2 separate regions of the Gossypium hirsutum genome follow, and region 1 is linked to region 2. A link is a contact called in public Hi-C data. All regions are on one chromosome and are shown on one strand. The core of a region is the stretch at or near the end of the contact, and the rest is flanking DNA. Distances in the headings are between cores, read along the strand shown. Region 1 holds the start of LOC107899302 (RING-H2 finger protein ATL33). Region 2 holds the start of LOC107899299 (cation/H(+) antiporter 20).

Region 1 (2,860 bases), core at 204-2,703, 260 kb after region 2:
CACATGTAAATTAAACTCTTTTTTTATTATATATTTTTTAATTATGTCCATAGCAAACAAGTTATTTGAGCAGTTTGATATCTGCTATGTTATCATTGGATAGCAAGGGATTAGAATTTTGGGATAGTGGAGCAGTAGGTTTCTTTTTGGATTTTGACCATAATACGTCTTCTATGTGTTCTTTTCATCTCGGGTTTCTTTTTAGCATATTGCATATTATATATTATTAATTTGGATAACCTTTTATTTCTTTTAAGGGCAAATATTTATACATCCGTCACATATCTTTTAATTAATAAAAAAGACAAAAAGTTCTTAACTTTACTTTTGATGTTAAAAAACGGTTAAAAGAAAAGAGAGTCTATTCACAATAATGCATTATATAATAATCTTTCTTTAAATATTTTTGTACCCCTACATTAGCTTACACAATGGTAACATTAGAGGCAACTTAGAATGCATTCACGGATGGTCTACTGTCTTATTTTTACTAGGTGATTCTCATTCACATTTTTTATATCACCCGCTATGGATTATTTAAATTCTCTTAAGTTTCTTTTTTTTTCCTTTCAACTTATTCTTTCGGCTCTTCACTTGTCATAGGTGAATTAACTTCTTAATAACAATCACCTTTTCTTCTCTATCTCTTCCTTCTTGAAATAATTTGCTTGCGAAATTAAAATAACTAGTATACCTAATAACAATAATTTATTTAAATTCTTTTTATTGCTTAATACTGCACAAGTTGATTTACATTCCACAGCTCGTGACAGCAAGTCAAACTACTGTTTTGGTTGGCATTTAAGTAATAAAAAGTCATTTAGTTGAGTACGTAAGAAAGCATCAGCACCAGATCATCTTTCAGTTACATTAATTCTGCTGGAAGAATAAATCCATCAAATGAATTTATAGAAAGAAAACTTGATGATTTTTCTGACTTGTTAGAATGAGAAATAATGATATGGAGCATAGGCTATAAATTCTATAGTCCACGATTCCATTTGCAATGATGATGGAAATGTTATCTCATCAATTACAATTCTTCTTTGGATTCACACCAAGCAACTGCCTACTTTTCTAAATATATGATAACTGAATTATTATTATTATTTGATAATGGAGTTGAGTTATCTTAGTAGAACCTAATTTCAATTTTCAAAGAAAACATGTGGGTTTCTTCAACAATATCATTGTTAATTTGCTTGGAAGTGACCCAAAGAGAGAAAGGCAGGTTAATCAATGAAATTCCACTCATTCTCTTATGACTTGGATTCTTGCCTAATATAAATTTGGGCCTGAATAATGTGGGCAACGGGTCAAGAACATAAGTAGGTCGAGTTGCATTCATTTGGGCCTCCTTTCTTGACTTTTGCAGTCAAGATTTTAATTACCTTTATGCTTAAAAACAAAATCCATAAACCAATAACATGCGTTGCTTTCATGATTTTATATGAAATTTGTCCCCACATTTCCCTCTCAATTCTTGCTTTTTCAGAATACCCGAAAACTACATCTCCATTCCCCCACCACCGCCCCTAGCACCATTTCTTCCTTTACCTGCTCAATAAAAAATAATTCAAGTTTTACCATTGTTTTCTCCTTTATCATGGAGAACTCACCAACCGTTATCATGTCACAACCACCGCCGCAGCCGCCGTTCTTTGTGTCGTCGCCACCGGATTTCCAGCCTGACAACACGACCAACAGCACTATTATCGGCTCACCTCCCCCATTACCTTTCTCTTCATCACCCCAAATATACCCTCTTACAGATCAAAACGCATCCACTGTTACTATAGTGACAATCAATCAACCCCCACCTTTCCCTGATTCACCGAGAAGCGTTGATTTATCCCCTCTTGAATTCATTCTCGCTCTTATGGCTGTCATAACTATCCCCGCTTTAATCTACTCTTTCTTTTTCGCCGTCAAGTGCCCTCCTTGGTCTTCCGGGGAACGTCATCACGACAGCCCCGAAGACCTTCCCGGTTACAATCATGGGAGTAGTACTGTTGTTGAAATAACCGAGAGGAGGAGGGAGCCTGTTTCAGGTGTCAAGTACCAAAAAGAGACTCATTCTAAAGAAATCGGGAATGAGTGTCCCGTTTGTTTATCAGTGTTTGCAGATGGGGAAGAAGTAAAGCAGTTGAGTGGATGCAAGCACTCGTTTCATACTACTTGCATTGATTTGTGGCTTGACAATCATAACAATTGTCCTATTTGCCGGGCTTCTGTTGCTGTAAAGAGGCCAAACAACAACCGTACGCCGCCGCCTGGTTCAGGCTCAACTAGAGATAGTGATCACCATCAAGGCTTGCCAGATGCAGCTAGTTTGGTTTGATTTTTTTACAACCCTTTATTGCTCAAATTTCAAGAACTGGTAGTACTATAGAATCATGAGTCCAAAGTTGGAAATTGAGATATATTCACTTAGATTTGTCTGTGATTCTGCTATGAGAAGAACCCTTTTTGTGTGCATATTCCTTATTCTTCCAACTAGGGGTGGCCTTGTGTTGATAAATTGCAGCAAAACGCTTGTTTTCACCGACTTCATCAGTCTTGTAATTCTTTACTTGATTTACAAAAAGCATACCTCACACGCGTGATCCACGTTTTATACTTTTACTTCTCTCTTTGACACAAGTTGTATTTGCCGACTGACCATTAATGCTCAAACTCAGTTTACATGATTGTTCCGGAAATAATTTTAAGAATACTTTTAATTAAATTAACTTAAATGTATATTATTTTTAATTTTAGATATTTTAAAGTAAGTATAAATAATTTATGAATTGTATTTGTTTTATAAAAAAAATTAGTGCATTTAAATTAAATTAAATTAAATCACAACACAATACAA
Region 2 (2,700 bases), core at 26-2,525:
CTCTCTCACCGCCATTTTAAACATCAGAGCCACCGCGAATGTCCCTATAATTTTGCCCGCGCAAGCCGTCGATATAACCAGCATCAGTAGTCCCCAAGCCCTCCCACCGCTGATTTTAGCGACGTCGGTTTTCAACCCGCTGGACGCGAAGTACAGCGGAAGGAGCAGACCTGACACGAAATCTTCAATCCTCTCTATCAATCTCTCTGCAAATTCTCCTTCTTTAGGAATCGTTAGTCCGAAAATAAAGGCACCAAAGATGGAATGGATCCCGATCAGGTCGGTCATGAATCCGGATACCATTACACCAGCTAATGTTAAACAAATATATGCCTCATCGACGACATCTCTTTCGGGTGAGCATCGGCGAGCGACCCATTTCATGGCGGGTCGGATTACGATCATCATAAAAACGACAAAAGCAACACCCGAGAGGAGGACCCATACTGATATTAAGGGGCTTTTCTGTTCACCAGGGCCATCGCCAGCAAGAGCAACAGCTAAAGCTAATAAAATCCATGCAGCGACATCGTTGAATGCGGCGGCTGCCATGGCGATTTCTCCCAATTGCGTTGTTAACAATTTGAGCTCAGCTAATATTCGGGCGAGAACGGGGAAAGCGGTGATGGAGAGCGCGACTCCCATGAAAACAAGAAACTGGCCGAAGCCGACTTTGTCAGCTCCTTCAACGGTTTTTCTAATAACAAAGGCAACGCCTATGCCGCAGATGAATGGAAGGGATATCCCGGAAAGTGCTATGCCGAAGGCTCTCTTGCCGGTTCGACGAATAGAGCTTAAATCCAACTCGAGACCTACAAGGAAAAGGAAGAAAAGAAGACCAATGCTTGCCACGGTTTCCAGTATGGGCATACTCCATGATGGAAATATCCGATGCAAGTAGTCTTTGTTTCGACCAAAAGCTGAGGGCCCAAGCAGAATCCCCCCCTGAAAACATAGAATCAATATTCATCATCATAATCATCAAGTTTAATACTAATATAAAGAAACATAGAATCCAGATACGTACAACAATTTCAGCAATGACTTTGGGTTGGCGGAGGGGTTTGAGAAGAAAAGCAAGGAAACGGCTAAGGACAAGAATCAAAGTGGTTTGAACTATTAACAATGGGAAGGCAAAATCGAGAGGGTTATCACCTTGCCAAGCTCCATTTGATGAGGTCTTAATGGAGGTCACGTTAACACCCATTTTCTTTTTTGGGGGGGGGGGGATAACTTTGGGTCAATTTAATTTGTTGATCACATGCAGTAATGGTGTGGAAGGAATGAAAGATGAAGAGAGGAAAGCGGGGATTTATAGCAGGGAGCTGAGCATGCTGGGTTATACTGTTCTAAGCTTGTAAATGTCACGGACTATGGATGCACATAGCGTAAATTGACTTTCTTTGCATTCATTGTCTTCAAATAATAATACTTTTTTATAAAATTATATTGTTTTGAGTACATCAAATATAAATTCTTATTTAATATATATTCATTCTAAACACTTTGTTTTCTTTTTAATTTGCGATTAAAAGGTTTGAAATATTAAAGAAGTTTAATGTTACATATTTCTTAAAATTTGTGAAAATTAATAAAGGACTTGGGAATAATTGATCGCAAGTGTTCTAAAACCGGTAAGTACTAAAATGTGAATCATTGCATAAAATGTTTACGACACCTTACTCCTTACTAATCAACATTAAGCTGGCGTAAGGCTTTGAAGGAAGATGTTGTCACCTGCACCACTCCTACCATGTATAAATATTCAAACATTCCAAATATCAATACTAAAACAGATGTTAAAAGAAATTCCTTTATTTCTTTTTATAACTTTATCTTATTCCATTTTATGAAAATGAAAATTCAATGCAAAAGTTTTGTTGATAGAAGTAGTACAAAAATAAATAAATTTATGACTTTTTTTTTTACTAAATTTCTATAATCAAAGGGTGGTATGTAAAAATCACGACGAAATTTTATTTTATGTATTGGCTCAAATTTTATATTGGGGCTCAAAAGGCGATTTTAAAGGGCTGGTATTGACTTCGACCTTCTTAAAATAAAAAATTGTTATTTAAACTTTTTAAATTTTTTAAAATTTTAAATTAATAAAAATAAAATAACACTTTAAACTTTTAAAATTATAAAAATTTAATTTAATACTTTAAAAATTATAAAAATATAAACTATAAAAAATTAAAATTTTATTCCAACCCTCAAAATTTATTATGACTTTATCCGTATTGAAATGCGACTAAATGTGAGGTTTCAAGGCTGCAGTAAATATTATGATGGAGTGTCAAAGTGTATTGTTTACACGTTTCTGTTTTGCCACATCATGCTTTATTAGGAATAAAATAGCAATTTGGTAAGTGACTGACCAATGACTAGCTAAGCTAAGTGCGGCGGCCTGTTTACGCATGCTTCGCGTTGACGAGTCACAGGAGCTGCCACTTTTGTTGCTATTTTTTTAAAATTTTATTAAAAATATTTTATATTTAGTATTAAGTATTAACATTAAATTTTAATTACATTTATCATAAAAATTATTCAAATATAGTTAGAGGTGTTTATGAGTCAAATTAATCTCATATAAAGTATTTAGATCGAATTTTTAAATTTAGGCTTAAGCAATGTAGCAGTGGTAGATCAATAATTTTTTGTGAATATTTATTTGGGTAATCGATGGTACATTTGCCT

What was found. A called contact is a pair of places that touch in the nucleus more often than the background predicts.
Region 1: a Hi-C map of leaf shows a contact between it and region 2, with 1.6 times the contacts expected there. The contact joins the promoter of LOC107899302 here to the promoter of LOC107899299 in region 2. A contact is called at or near these places in 3 of 34 Hi-C or Micro-C datasets (callus and leaf).

The regions. Positions count from the first base shown.
Region 1 is chrD04:44,736,579-44,739,438 of Gossypium_hirsutum_v2.1, forward strand. LOC107899302 (RING-H2 finger protein ATL33) reads left to right here and starts at 1,454. Exons shown (of 1, transcript XM_016824979.2): 1 at 1,454-2,606. The coding sequence starts at 1,607. The coding sequence ends at 2,341.
Region 2 is chrD04:44,477,979-44,480,678 of Gossypium_hirsutum_v2.1, forward strand. It overlaps LOC107899299 (cation/H(+) antiporter 20), which reads right to left and starts at 1,276. Exons shown (of 4, transcript XM_041091229.1): 1 at 1,028-1,276; 2 at 1-945. The coding sequence starts at 1,207.